5 separate regions of the Mus musculus genome follow, and regions 1, 2, 4 and 5 are each linked to region 3. Evidence: chromatin contacts called from public Hi-C, HiCAR-type and HiChIP or PLAC-seq data. All regions are on one chromosome and are shown on one strand. Each heading gives the region's core, a stretch centred on a gene start, on an enhancer-like site or on the middle of the called end of the contact. The rest is flanking DNA. Distances are from core to core; before and after follow the strand shown. Region 1 overlaps Rad51b (RAD51 paralog B). Region 2 overlaps Rad51b (RAD51 paralog B). Region 3 holds the start of 2310015A10Rik (RIKEN cDNA 2310015A10 gene). Region 4 overlaps Rad51b (RAD51 paralog B). Region 5 overlaps Rad51b (RAD51 paralog B).

The links. Hi-C and Micro-C count contacts between places; a contact is called where the count stands out from the background. HiCAR-type assays count read pairs that join an accessible place to other places. HiChIP or PLAC-seq counts read pairs in DNA pulled down with a chosen protein or histone mark.
Region 1: an H3K27ac HiChIP or PLAC-seq map of heart atrium shows a contact between it and region 3, with 5 read pairs. The contact joins the enhancer-like site here to the promoter of 2310015A10Rik in region 3. A contact is called at or near these places in 1 of 15 datasets of contacts at CTCF or cohesin (large pre-B cells), 4 of 484 Hi-C or Micro-C datasets (the HPC-7 cell line, the N1E-115 cell line, bone marrow-derived macrophages and 1 more) and 9 of 115 datasets of contacts at active chromatin or transcription factors (bone marrow-derived macrophages, craniofacial prominence, embryonic basal ganglia and 6 more).
Region 2: a contact with region 3 is called in a HiCAR-type map of fibro-adipogenic progenitors, with 9 times the contacts expected there. The contact joins the enhancer-like site here to the promoter of 2310015A10Rik in region 3. A contact is called at or near these places in 2 of 39 promoter capture datasets (the C10 cell line and the SN4741 cell line), 1 of 15 datasets of contacts at CTCF or cohesin (large pre-B cells), 7 of 484 Hi-C or Micro-C datasets (the G1E-ER4 cell line, the HL-1 cell line, bone marrow-derived macrophages and 4 more) and 10 of 115 datasets of contacts at active chromatin or transcription factors (the NIH/3T3 cell line, acute myeloid leukemia, astrocytes and 7 more).
Region 4: a Hi-C map of pre-B cells shows a contact between it and region 3, with 2.6 times the contacts expected there. The contact joins the enhancer-like site here to the promoter of 2310015A10Rik in region 3. A contact is called at or near these places in 5 of 39 promoter capture datasets (the 3T3-L1 cell line, the C10 cell line, hippocampal neurons and 2 more), 3 of 15 datasets of contacts at CTCF or cohesin (embryonic stem cells, large pre-B cells and pro-B cells), 34 of 484 Hi-C or Micro-C datasets (3T3-L1-derived adipocytes, the AML12 cell line, B cells and 24 more), 8 of 115 datasets of contacts at active chromatin or transcription factors (CD8 T cells, craniofacial prominence, embryonic basal ganglia and 5 more) and 1 of 9 other capture datasets (embryonic stem cells).
Region 5: a HiCAR-type map of kidney shows a contact between it and region 3, with 8 times the contacts expected there. The contact joins the enhancer-like site here to the promoter of 2310015A10Rik in region 3. A contact is called at or near these places in 6 of 39 promoter capture datasets (the 3T3-L1 cell line, the SN4741 cell line, embryonic stem cells and 2 more), 1 of 15 datasets of contacts at CTCF or cohesin (the NIH/3T3 cell line), 12 of 484 Hi-C or Micro-C datasets (the 3T3-L1 cell line, 3T3-L1-derived adipocytes, the HL-1 cell line and 8 more), 16 of 115 datasets of contacts at active chromatin or transcription factors (Th17 cells, bone marrow-derived macrophages, cardiomyocytes and 13 more) and 2 of 9 other capture datasets (embryonic stem cells and liver).

The regions. Positions count from the first base shown.
Region 1 is chr12:79,579,076-79,581,775 of GRCm38.p6, reverse strand. All of the region lies in intron 7 of Rad51b (RAD51 paralog B), which reads right to left. Among named protein-coding and RNA genes, the nearest start is that of Gm36048, 220 kb to the left of the region's middle. Within about 2 kb of position 1,350, at least 34 of the 459 cell types and tissues checked have an H3K27ac peak or open chromatin away from gene starts, as enhancers often do. A contact at or near this core is called in heart atrium, where this site is marked.
Region 2 is chr12:79,487,774-79,490,486 of GRCm38.p6, reverse strand. All of the region lies in intron 7 of Rad51b (RAD51 paralog B), which reads right to left. Among named protein-coding and RNA genes, the nearest start is that of Rad51b, 190 kb to the right of the region's middle. Within about 2 kb of position 1,441, at least 102 of the 459 cell types and tissues checked have an H3K27ac peak or open chromatin away from gene starts, as enhancers often do. A contact at or near this core is called in the HL-1 cell line, the NIH/3T3 cell line, the SN4741 cell line and 5 more, where this site is marked.
Region 3 is chr12:80,131,457-80,134,156 of GRCm38.p6, reverse strand. 2310015A10Rik (RIKEN cDNA 2310015A10 gene) reads left to right here and starts at 1,313. Exons shown (of 3, transcript NR_033514.1): 1 at 1,313-1,430; 2 at 2,198-2,343.
Region 4 is chr12:79,440,922-79,443,621 of GRCm38.p6, reverse strand. The region is part of intron 7 of Rad51b (RAD51 paralog B); the gene reads right to left. Among named protein-coding and RNA genes, the nearest start is that of Rad51b, 140 kb to the right of the region's middle. Within about 2 kb of position 1,416, at least 57 of the 459 cell types and tissues checked have an H3K27ac peak or open chromatin away from gene starts, as enhancers often do. A contact at or near this core is called in B cells, CD8 T cells, Th1 cells and 8 more, where this site is marked.
Region 5 is chr12:79,540,461-79,543,160 of GRCm38.p6, reverse strand. The region is part of intron 7 of Rad51b (RAD51 paralog B); the gene reads right to left. Among named protein-coding and RNA genes, the nearest start is that of Rad51b, 240 kb to the right of the region's middle. Within about 2 kb of position 1,425, at least 47 of the 459 cell types and tissues checked have an H3K27ac peak or open chromatin away from gene starts, as enhancers often do. A contact at or near this core is called in hepatocytes, kidney, liver and 1 more, where this site is marked.

The DNA.
Region 1 (2,700 bases), core at 101-2,600, 550 kb after region 3:
GACACTATAGTATCTTATAAATGAATGTTCACATCATAGCAGCTCAGGCCCTTCTCTGTGTTGTGGTTCTAAAGGAAAGACCCAGCACTGAGTGAAATCCAGTCTAATTTGCTGCCCATCCAAAAGATACACAGGGTGGCGTTTCCTTTGTTCTACTGTGGATGATGACAATGACAATGGCAAGGACAACAGCAGTTCTGTCAGACTCTGTCTAAGCATTTACAATGCATTAACTAATCTTACAGCAATACTTTGAAGTGACTGTTCTGACATCTCTTTTTCACAGAGTGGGAATAAGACCCAAGTGAGATAGCTTGCAAATGGTTGACTGTTGTAAACTGTAATTAGATTCTAGAGCCCAAGTTTCCAACCAAATCACTGGTTACAGTATCTCCTTTTTAATAAGGGACACCATATTGGCTGTATAAGCTATAAAGCTAGGGTCCAGTCTACATCCAGCAGGCATAGATGTTTTGTTATTATCCCATAGTTTTGCAACTCACCTTATACACAGTGTTTCTTCCTAACAAGTTCTTAGGAAACTGATCTGGTAAGCTAGAAATCAGTCTATTGATCTTCAACTGAGTGTGTCTCTCACTCAGACTGGATAATGCTGACAGTATGACCACAGGATTTCTCTTTTTAGACACCTTTGCCTACAAAAGGCAAACTATAACTACACGCTATTAGAATACAAGTAGTCTACTCTAAGAATTTGCAGCAGAGAAGGGATATCGCTGGCAGCACTACAATTTTGAAGTCAGCCAGCATCCTCATCTCTGTGGACAGCTCTGGGGCAGACAGTAAAATCGGTGTGGACCTTCAGGAGCTTCTGGCATCTGGGCTTCTCTTGATGTCTTTGTCAGGCTCAGGCCTAAGGATGATTTGTGGTTGCTTTTCATAAATCTACTTAACACATTCTCTGGTACTTTCTGTATTACTTTATTTTCCAACCCAATTCTCAAATAACCCTGATGTCTACTCTACGTTCTACAGTATCTCTAGATCTAGCCTTAAAAAGTCTTTGATTGTATCTAACACAATCTATTAACATTTACATCTTTTCTTCTTTACTTTTTACCACATCCAATTTGTAGTACCGAATAGACAAATAGAAAAAAAAAGTAGAATAAATATAAGTTTTTTTTTTCCTTCTCATTATTATACCTTCTCAAAACACTGGTCTCAGTGAGTGGGAAAGGGCCTTGTGACTAGAAAGATCACTATGCAGAAAGAATTGATACTTGAACTATAGAAAGAGTCTATCTTCACATAAATCAGTGGCCAGGCAGTAGGAGAAGAAAGCAGCCGGGGGTGGGGGTGGGGCCGTCACAGAAAGGGTTCGGAAAGAGGCTACTCATTCTCATGTTGAGCTAGAAAAATGATCATGAGCAATGCTCTAGTCTACCCATACTGTAAAGTTGAAGAAGCCAAGCAGGGCAATGCAAATATCTAAGTGTGGGAATGTGTCTGACAGTAAACTGAGCCTGAGAACTGGAAAGTGAAAGGGAGGAGGATGAAGGGAAACTGCTTTGTTGGTAAAGCACGAAGTACGAAAACGGAATAAATGTTTTACACAGAGACACTTCTCTATACCTTCAGCTTTTGGTAACTCAACCCCGGGGAATTTTGTTGGCAGTGTCCTATCTACTCATTCTGGACCACACCATGAGCTTTTGGCAAAGGACTTCTGCCAAGTAATCACAAAAATGTTTCTTTGTTCTTTTGGGTTGCTAAGGAGATTTTAAAGGACTTCCTCTCCGCCTCAAGAGGAGCTTAAGCAAAGTTCTCAACAGATTCCACTCAGGTCAATGAAGAGTCGGTGGCTTTCACTCTGTGCAGAGTTAGCTGCTGTGTATAGGCTACTAAGCTGTTGCTGAGCATAGTATACTTCTATTAGAGTGCAGCTTGTTATCACACAGGCCCCATGGTCAACATCTGGAATGTAATGTATGAAGCTACAGAGTCTCTGCAGTTGACGAAAGATGCTGTAGTATATGAGCCAGTGGCAGGCCTGGATGGAGGGTCAGGTGTCCTAAAATTGGGTTCTGCCGTTTCCAGCTATAGGGCTACAGACATAATTCTTTCTGCCTCTCTGAACCTTGGGTGTTTTCCTCTGCAACTTGGAGAGGTTTCAAGCAGATAACATCAAAAAATACTTTCTGCCTTCTCACATCCCATGGAGAAGCAACTAAAATCAAACCTGTTTGTGTTGAAACAGTACACAGAAAACAGGTTAATACAGTGGGTCCCACAGACGTGGATCCTACAAGCAAAAGCTCGGCTTTGGCTGTGGCTGAAAGGAATTAGAAGAATATTTTGGCTTCCAAAGTGGGCAAAGATTTGGTTTGGATTTCTCTCCAAAAAGACAGCATGTCTCAGCTGTGGAAACGACGCCAGTAGCCACAGGCTGGGTCACTGCCTTCAGTGAGGTCCAGCAAGCACAACACAAATTTCTTAATTGCCATTACTATAACCTTTACCACACCTTGTTTTTCTTGGGGGCTCTCCTGGTCAGGTAATCTGGGTTAGATCCAACACAATTTATAAAATTTGAGGCTTTTCCCCGTGTAGGCAAGATTACATGCTATTTTAGGAAACCTCCTGGGGGGTGAGGAAATGTGTTGTTTTCCTTTTAAATATTATACTGTGCATCAATTCCAAATGCTAACCAAGCTTTTAAAGAAAAACATGAGTTCC
Region 2 (2,713 bases), core at 192-2,691, 640 kb after region 3:
CTGCAATAAGCAAATATATTTTCTGTAGAAAGAACCCACCCAAACACCTTGACATTTTCATTCCACATACTTCACACATGGTATCTCTTATGTCTGGGAAAGTAGACTAGGAAATGGTTCAAATACCCAAGGGCCTCTAAGCATATATGCTGGAAAGTATACCTAATTTCCAAAAAAAAGGGTCGAATTGCAGAGTACGCCTTGATTGGAAAACAAGCTGCTCGCTTCTGGGGATGGAGCAGATGCTGGAGGTGAGGCATCCATCCAGGGAGTTCAGAGCACCTCCGCTGTCACAAGAGTCACTGCACAGCCTCTTCTTCAGCTCAGCAATCGAGACTGATGGAGGTGTCGCAACATAAAACCCTTCTCATTTGCCTAGAACTCTTCTGACTGCGACTCACAATAAAGCCTGTGATGATGTAGGCGGACAGAACACAGATTAGTCCATAAGGATAGCAAGACATTTGCAATTATCCAGAGTTCCCCTCCCCCCGCCACACAAAAGAGCAAAGTGATTACCCAGAAAAAGACAATAAATGACAACAACAACAAAAAAAGGCAGTAAATGCATTAGGAATTAAGGCTGGATAGAGCTTGATAGACAAGGAAAGGACTAAGGATGAATATGAATATTTATAGTCTAATGAACATATTTTTGTTGTTACTATAGGGAACAACAACATTAGCATAAAGAAACTACATGACTACAAAACACAGGTGTATATAATGCAGCCACCATTTATTCATAATTATTATGTCAAAGTCAGAAAATCCCTGGGAAAACATCTGAATTATTATGAGTTATTATGCTGCTGTGACTCCATTGTTAGTTTACAACTACTTTGAAAACTCTATTTTCATTTGCCCTCATGAGACCCCTGGGGCCTACTATATTTCTTACACCTTTTAAATGACTCTGAGAACGGGCTTCTTTAGAAGTAGAAGGATTCACTGTCCTTTTGCTTTGCCTTGCTGAGACAAGGCTTGGTTATGTTATCATGAACTCCTAGGCCCTCCTGCCTCAGCCATCTCAGCCTTAGGACCAAAGGCATAAGCCACCACGCATGTCTAGAAATGGAGTCCTAAGAACAACCTACCACTGAATTTCATGGCAGAATACATGATGTTTAATGTTAATTTACTTGTCACACAAAAAGGAATTTGCCTTCAAAAATCACATCCCTTAAATACACCTAGAAATTGGGCAATACCCCTTTCAGGAATATCTAGTCTACTTGGAAACCCGAAAGAGCTGAAGTTAAACTGCACAGATTATTCCTAAAAGCCCGGATATGAACATGTTAACCAAGCACTCCGCCTCTGCTCAGCTTGCCAACACGGTAACTTTACTCATGAAGCCCGGTTCCAAGAGCTATCAGATTCCATTCACATTATACAGGCCACTGTGAATCACACTGCCAGCTACTTAGAAACAACGGCCTGTGCTTTTTCCATTGCATCTGGTCTTCCAGCTCTCATGGAAACAAGTGCTGCCACGGCCCCTTGATGAGCCAGCAGAGCCCAGTCATCTGGCAGCAGCGACTGGCCTCTGGCATCTAAGAACACCAACCAGAGAAAATGAGGGGATTAAAAAGGAGAAGTAACAGAAGACAATCAATTTCTCACTCCCTGACGGCCTGCGATTCCAAGGGCCTGATGTAGAACTGACTTTGTTCTGAATGCTATGTACATGAATGAACAACACAGGCCTAGATTTAGACCGTTTTTCTCGTGTGCCTGGGATGAGGTTCAGCGATGTTCCCGCTGGCCCGAGTGCTTCTCAAAGCACACGATTCATTGATGTAATACGCTAAGGAGGATGCATTTCTCATCCCAATATGACATTGTGTGGGAAAATTTAGCTTTGTCACCTGTTTTCCATGAGAGCTTGAGAAAGTTGCATAATCTCTTTCAACTGTACATCCATCTCATCTTTGAAATGAGAATAAGACAACCTGACTTTCCCCTTTAGTATTACAGAATTTCAAGGGCTATTCATCATTAAAAAAGAACATCAGCAAGAACAAAAAAGAAAAGAGAAAAGAAAAAGAAAAAAAAACTTGCAAACTCAGTGTACACCAAGAAGCTAGTCTACTCTTCCAACTTAGGAAAAATAACCTCTATGGCCTCAGAGAACAAAGCCGTCAGCATCTAAGTGCGAAACTGTCTTGTACACAGAGGCCTTCGTGTCTCATTAGAAATCAGAAGGTACCGCATCGCAGCAATCTGCTGTTGAAAAAAAGGGGGTTCCTAACACTCGTGCTCTGCCGTCAGGAATGCAGAGGCTTGACTTACTGTGATGACCCTGTTTCCTCAGTTGCCTCACGGAGCATCGGGAAGAACGGGAAAAACAAGGCTGAACCTACATCAGGCAGGATTTCTGGCTCCATTGAGACATTTCCAAAATGAAGGCACCACTTTTCATGTATACTTATTATAAGATGCACTTCCACTAAAAATTACACTTCTTCTAAATTGAGAAAAGGACTTCCACCTTTCAAACGTCTACTTGTGCCAGATAATATAACTATCATGGTACAGGTCCCCAGCCCACGGCCTACTAATCATGGAACCCAGGGAGTTAATGCATTGTTATGAGATACTCAGAACCTGCAGGAACACTGAGTCAGATCACAACAGGGCCAGCAGAGCTGGCTGTCCAAGAAGTGTAAATGAAACCCCACGCTGTTTCATGTGCGTAAAGGTCTTTTCA
Region 3 (2,700 bases), core at 64-2,563:
TTCTAGACCCCTCTTTAGAATTTCCACAGAAAGGCCTTTTGTGACAGCTTCCACACAGCCCAGTATAAATCACACATGCTCCTTGATTCGCAGTGAAGCCCTGTCCCAACAATCCCTTCAATGAACTGAAAAGGCCAGGTAGCGTGGAGAGTACACCTGCTTCCGTAACGTACCAGACGTCACCACTGTGCCATGCAGTACACTATAGACCACTGTCTGCTTCCCACTCACGACTGTAGGAACTTCCCGCAGAAGAATACTGTGTTTATTGCTAGTCCGGGGGAAAACCCAGAATTAAAAATTCAACTGTGGTTTCTACTGAATGTATATTATTTATGTTTCACCTTACAGGTGAAATTATGATAAACTGGGGACTGTTTGTAGTTCCCTATTTATGTCTTCTTTCAGTGCCTTAATATTTTCCTCTATAAGAACATGGAAACTTTTCCAAACTGGGCCTGGTGAGATGGTTCAGTTTGGTGAAGGTGATTCACAGGCCTGATGATCTGAGTTTGGTTAGAATCTACAGAATCCACATGTTAGAAGGAGGGAATCCAGTCTTGAAAACTGCCCTGATTTAAATAACTATATAAAATATATACACACATATACATATATGCATATATATTTTATAAGTGAATTAAAACTTTTTCAAGGGGCTGGAGAGACGGATAAGCAGTAAAGGTCATTGGCTACTCTTCCAGAAAACCCAGGTTCAATTCCCAGCACTCACGTGCTTACAACCTTACAAGCTTACAGCCATCTGTAATTCCAGTTCAGGGGATTTAAAAAGTCCTCTTCTGGCCTCAAAGTGCACTGCAGGCACACGGTACATAGAAATACATATAGGCAAACAGCCGTACACTTAAGATTTAAAACTTTCTCAAGTGTCATCTTAGATTTGTGAAATTATCCCGCTAAGTGCCATATGGTTGAGAGCTCCATCAGGGTCCTCTGTGCTCTGTCTGCATACTGTATACTGGAGTGGATGATAGAACCCTGGCCTAAGTAAGTGGGCTGAGCTGGTAGATTCAGGACCAGCGGCCAACAGCAGCAACATTCACCCTGGAATGCCATAAAATACAAACTCTGAGTTGGAGTCCGACCAACAGATGGGAAGACGCCTAGGGAAGTGTGGTGTACGCTTTTGAGAACCCTGTAGAAAGGGTCTCAGTGCCCGGTGGTCCAGGGCAGTTAGGATGGCCCCGCGTGTGCCATTCGGCACACTGGCCAGTGGAGGGCAGTGTTGCCACGCCCATCGAACGACCTCGGCTGCTTGAGCGGCGTGAAAGGCCGGCTGGGGAAGACCGGCGGGGCGGCCGCAGTCTGCTCGCCCGGGCGACAGACGCTCCGAGATGCCGAAGGGCCAGCAGCGGCCCCGAAGCTCCGGGCTGGCCGCGCTGTCGCTCTGCCGCGCCCCGGTCTCGAAGGTTCGCGAGGCTCCAGGGCGCAGGGGAGGAGGCTCGCTCGGGCCGGCCGGGGCAGCCTGCCAGAGAGGGCGGCGGAACCTTGACCGCGGCCCCGGAGGCAAAGGGCAGCCTCCGCGTGATGCCTCGGCGAGCAAAACAAGCCGGCCATCTTGGCGCCCTTAACCAGCTCCTGGCCGCTCCGGGCGCGGCCAGGGGTCCGGCCACCGAGCCCCGCGGCGGGCCTGGGATTTGGAAACCGTAATGCCATGGGCGTGGGGAGGAATTTCTAAGAACGGGAAGAAAACTCGAGGCCCTGGCACGTTCCCTGGGGTGTTTGGAAATGCCATCAGTTAGCCATTAGTAGGCAGGGCCAGCGCTTCGGTCAGTGATTGGATTTGTCCCAGTCGCCTCCTAGTTCTTTTTGCCCTATATTCAAAGAGCTTAAAAGTCATGGGTGGTTGAAGTAGGTCAGAGTGATCACCAGGCTGTTGTTGCCTGGCAGCCCAGTGGCAGGGTCCGAGACAAGGTGGTATTCCAGTAGATGCCCTCGGGCCGTACCAACCCAGGGTCAAGGACTAGCTGCTCCAGTGCTATATGTGATCAGCTCATTTCCAGTTTCTCAATCATTCTGATGTCATCCGAGGGACAGAAGACCCCACGGCTCCTCCTCTTTGCCTAGTTTACACATCGGGGTTGTTCTAGCATTTGTAGTTTTCAGGTTCTAGAATATTCTTTTCCTCTGTCAGCCCCCACTAAGAAGCTTTCTTGATTTCCCCCTTTGTTTCCAGTGAAGGTGCCTCTTCCTGGCTAGCCCACCTACATGCTGTCATCACTGGGCTTCTGCAACTCTCAGTCTTTGTGGCTGCACCCTTCCCTTCTGAATCCTGAGGACCCATGAGTGTCAGGCCCATCATGAAATTGGTCGTCTTACTGGGTACGTAGGTCATGCAGGAACGGGTCCTTGCAAGAGGACTACCAAGCGACTGAATAGGTTTTAATCTGGATTGGGGCCTAGGAGTTATTCACAGGTGTTTTGAACCTTCAGCACAGGAGTATGTATAATGGTGTTTCCTTAAGCCCTGTAATGGAATCCTTTTGTGTGTTTACTGAAAGTTATTCTGAGTAGAACTGTCAGGGTGTGTGCGGTAGGAACCAAAACCATAGGTGTGAACCAGACTGAGAAGATGGGCCCTCAGAGCCCCCTCTGTGCAATTCTGTATGGCTTGGGCTATGGGCAAAGGGAAGACAATCAGGCTGGCAGGCTCAGGACCAACTGAAGACCGGCCTAAGC
Region 4 (2,700 bases), core at 167-2,666, 690 kb after region 3:
GACTATAATTCACCATAGACCCAGCAACATACTTCCAAGTATTCACTGAAGCAATTAAAGCTTGCATTTATGAAAGACACTCACAAATTAAGAACCCTTTATCTGTAATTCCAAAATAAAGATGAGCAGAATGTCTGTTAGTACATAAGGCAATAAATGACAGCCTGTTTGTACAGAGTGTACTATGCAGGGATCTTTTTAAAAAGATGAACAAACAACTCAGACATGCCACAAATTATCCCCGAACAGAGCAGAAGCCAGACACAAAAGGATATATACCATTGAGTCCATTCACTTGGGATTCTAAAACTTACAAAACTATCCTCCTGTGATCAAGAAGGATCCTATTGTTGTCTGGGGACAGGGTGGGGACTGCATCACAGAGGCACAAGGACATTCTCTGACAAGATGGAGATGTTTTATAATTGACCACGGGGATGGTTATGAGACACACATTCTTCAGAGGTCAGTGGACTGCAGCCTGAGGCCTGAATTGTAATGTTCCATCCCAGCACTCCAAATTAAAAACAAAACAAAACAAAATCATGAAACCTTGATGAGTTCTCTTGGGAAAGTGTTATAAAGCAGCATTCTTGGCCCTTCCATGCTTTCCAAATTCCTGTCGTCACACGAGCTCTCTCTTTTACACAATTCCCGCCATTAAGGCAACTAGTCACACCTTGACACAGCCAGAGACATGCTCACCAGAGTCAAATCAGCAGGCCATCTGATCTCAGCTGCCAATCTCAAAACTGTTAGCTAAGTAAACTTCGTTTTTTTTTTAAACTTAGTACCAAGCCTCTGATATTCTGTTATTATAAAAGAAAACAGATCAATACAAGTCATGTACTTTTTATCACACTTAAGTTTAAAAAAAAAAATCCTGACCTGCTCCAATGATCTCACTGAGAGGCAAACACCCTCCCTTCAGCATACTGTGAGTAAAACTGAAGGCCACATAACAACATAGGCATAAAGTTTTTGCTGAAACCCAAACATAATAGTTCATGCCTCTAAATCTCAGTATTCAGGAGGCCGAGGCAGGAGGATTACAAGTTTAAGATTAGTGTGGGCTACACAGCAATGTCTTAAAAGACACATACACCTCTTGTTTAGTCCCACTGGTTTTCATACACACGTTTCCCTATGAGAGCCAGGGACGGTGAGTAGAATCCCAGCCCCTGAGGTGTAGGTTAGGAGGGTTACAAGTCTGAGGTCTGCTGAGCTACACGAGAGACAAGACTCTGTCTCAAAGCGGGGTGGGGGAAGAAAGAAAAAGAAAACTGAAAGTGATTTGGTTGACAAAAATCTAAAAGGAAATACTATTTTTAAGTTGAAAAGATAGTGGGTTTTCTTTGCATCATTTACTGATTTTAGAACAATGAATACAGCAACCACCAGTGACTCTACTCAATGAGAAAAGAACGCAGAGCACATCTGAGAGACTCTGAAAGGCCCTCGAGATTACACGGACAGTATATTCAGACTTCCTTCTCAAGTGGTTTTAAACGTGTTTGACATGTTTTATGTGTTGGATGAAAAATTTAAGGCTGCCCAACTTTTATAGCATGATTTTGATTTCAAGTCCCATCTCCTATATCCAAACTAATTTGTAAAACTTTTCAGGAAGTTATACACAACTTTAAACTTCATTAAAGCTGCAAGCGTATGTTTAAACGTCAGCGAATGGCATTGAAAGCATGTTTACTGAAGTTTCCATAAACACACTCTAGAACTCAGAAAGGCAGGTCTGCTGATTATGTTGGAAGAGTCAAAGGTCACCAATGATGGCTTACATCTTCTCTTGAAAGCCCTCCTCTTTCTTCCTCTGCTGTCTTTTAAAGAGTCATCTTATCTCTTGTGCTGTAAAATAAGTTTAAACAGTTCCCACCCAGATCTAGGGCCATTCAGTGTTCGTGGTTTTGAGCCTGCCCCACTCAAATTAATCAATATTTCCTCAGCAAACACTGGGATTTAGTACTGAGCTGAAAGGAAAATAAGAAAAGGCTTTGTTAATTGAAAGAAACGACAACCCTGGAAGCCACTTGGGTAATATTTTAAAGGCACTTTTGTAAGTCATTGAAGGTAGTCTCCAGCTCATATGCAGTCCTCTTCCACACAAGTCAAAGCTGATCTACAGGATCACCAGGGTCTGGTCAGAGTGATGGTGTGTAGCTTCCAAGATCTCTCGGCGTTTCGAGACTTCAGAGCCAGTGCCAGCATTGAGCAACAACATGACGCCATGACCCTCTATCTGCAGGGTTTTTAAGTCGTGGATGACCACAATACTTCACCTCACAACTCAGCAAAGACACAACCCCAGAAACACCTGACCAGAAACGTTAAGGCTCCTGAGTACTGACATCCTGTTTATTTAACATGTGAGATCACTCAAACGAGGGCCAAAAATCAAATCCTTCATTTTTAAAGATTCCTATATCTAGTGTAGCTTACTGATTTTTGGCTGTATTACATGTCTTCTCTTGATTAAATGATTCTGGGGATGAGAGAGTATTTACTTGTTTATTTACAAAAGAATGAGTGTTGGAGAAACCTGATAATTCTTGCTGATCTGCAGATAAATAGCATTAGTTTAAATTGTTTACTATTTACATTTTGGGAAAAATTCTTTAACCTTAAAGGCAAAATTGTCCTTAAAAGAGGATAAAATGTTTATGTATTCATATTTACTGTACTGGA
Region 5 (2,700 bases), core at 176-2,675, 590 kb after region 3:
TCTCCGGCACTTCCTTCATACTCTAGACATGCAGAATAGAAGTAGAATATACAAAAGAACAATAAATGGGAACATGAAGGTCACTAAGAAGAAAGGAAAAGCAGGAATTAGTAGGCAACCACTAATAATATACAGTCAACATGAAACTAGAAAGGCCATGGTGGGATAATTTGAGACTGGGGCATAATTACAAAGATGCCCTGCAGAACATGTTTCTAGTGCCTGAAGAAGTTTCAGCGACTATAAGTTCCCCCTTACCAACCAATCTGTGGCCACAGATGTCAATATAAAAAGGCTTATGTAGGAGTGATTTGTGTATTTTCACCATTTGAAGGCTCTGCTCTTCCAACACTATGCTCTTTCTTGAGTAAATATTTAATCTGGGCAGTCTACTGCTTGAGGAGAGAAGCCAGCAAATGTGAATAGCATCTCGTTTTCTGCTACTGCTCTTCCATATGATGAGAAAGCTGAGTCCTATCCGAGTCCCTTCTACTGAAGAGCAAACACTACTTATGCCTATGGATCAATACAAAACAAAACTACTCCTATCTCATGTGACTCTCATCCCACGGAAGGTACTTAGATCTAAGAATCACCCTGATCTTGTCATCTCTGAAATACTGATTAGGATTTTCTAGGCAAAATATTCAGCATAAAGGTAAAGTCCCAGTTAGGTGTCACTACACTCAAAGACTGATATTAGGGAAAATAAACCTTGGGTTCTAGAGCCAGGGAATCCCCAAGGCCGAATAACAAGATGACAATCATCTTTTTGTGGAGTACAACAGTGTAATCCTAGTTCGTCATCACAGAGTCTTCAGTGGCAAAAGATTTTAAAAAATGTATTAATTACAAATGGCTCCAGTCACCCCTAGTTTACCATGCAAATGAGAACTAACACTATCCTTCTCTGAATTAGACTCTTAGATAAATATGTAAGAGTGTACATCCATTTGAATTCTGCTGTGGAGTTTTTGGCATGGGAAATTTCCTTAAGTTTGACTTCCTTGTATGCGAAATTTAAAATAATGATCTTTTGTTGACTGGGATTTTGTAACCAGTGAACTTAAAAATGCTTTTGAAAAGTTCAAAGCTGGGTGTGATCCTAGTACTTAGGAGGCCAAGGGAAGACAGTTGAAGACCAGCAAGGGCTACAGAGTAATGAACTGAGACCCGCTTGAGCTATGTAATGAGAGCCTGCCTCCAAAATAAAAGAATAAATAGTAAAATAAGACAGAACAGAAAGGTGCCTGGAGCGCCCCTTAGGCTAAAACAAAGGGCTAACTTCTTGTGACCCAGGTGTCCCTGGGCTCAATCATAAGAGTGGTTGGAGATCTGGCTCAGGAGTGAGTAAACAGGCTACAATAAAGGAAGGGCAAGCTACTAGGGAGGGCAGCCAATGCAGGTTAATCATTCCTAGGATTAAGTGTCTTATTTCTCTTTCATAACATAGGCTTGACGAGTTGGAAGTGAACGCAGCCAAGCACAAAGCGCCATCCGTGGCTAAAAGGAAATGATGCAATGAGCGAGAAGCCTGCTCTTCACTTCCATCCCTTATGTTGTCTCTTTAAGAGTCTTGCTTTAAACAAAATTGGGGTGGTAGGCCAGTGTAGTGGCTTGTATGGAGATTTGATTATTATGATTTCTGCCTATGTAATTCCTTATATAGCGGATGAATGAGCTCCCACAAGCTTCTGGATTTGGTAGGGATGCTTTCGCAAGCCTCTAAGTCCTGGTCTTAGCTGTTTGCAAACAGTTACGTTGTCTTTTCATCTGGTTAAGCTTCTTATTCTCCAAAGTTAAAAAACAGCAATTGTGAACTGGGCACTGACTAATAAAGAGACAAACCCCAGCTCTCCTTTCCTGAATATATTTATATTTCTCAAAGTGATCATCATTTGAGCCAAGAGGAACTGGACAAACACATTTGTAGTTGATTAAGAATGTTAAGGACAGAAAAACTAGGAACCATGGGCCGTTCTCCTCTCGGCAACTGACAATGCATTTCCCAACCTTTGCTAAGTGAGAACTCTGCTTGCAGAGGAGAGGGAAGGGACAAAGTGAAATTTAAGAAGGTGCTGTTCAACCGAAGACCTAACAGAACTCAGTGAAAGCAAGCTGACAGTTGAGTGACTGCCTAGCATGTAAGCAGGGGGAAAGGAAGGAAGGAAGGAAGGAAAGAAGGAAGGAAGGAAGGAAGGAAGGAAGGAAGGAAGGAAGGAAGGAAGGAAGGAAGGAAAAAGGAAGGAAAAAAAGGAAGGAAAGGAGAGAGGGAGGGAGGGAAAGAGGGAAGGAAGGAAGGAAGGAAGGAAGAAGGAAGGAAGGAAGGAAGGAAGGAAGGAAGTAAGTAAGGAAGGAAGGAAGGAAGGAAGGAAAAGAGAAAAGCAAGAGGGGAGAGGAACAGTAGAAATGCTGGCTAGTGAATGCACACATGTGAGGGGCTATGACAAAGTGTTGAGCTTTTAAGATTTCTATCAGCCTAAATTACTAATGTAAAACATAGTACATAAGATGGACAGTAATTCATGTCTATACCAAAGTATTTAGTATTTTCTTCAAAAAATAAAATAAAATAAAGTTTCTAGTGAAAACTTGTATAGTCCTGAACCTTCTTCTCACATCAAGGAAGATTTAACTGCAGAAATACCTAATTTCCTTCCCATCCTGTCCTTGCTCTTACAAAATAAGAGAAAGTGACAG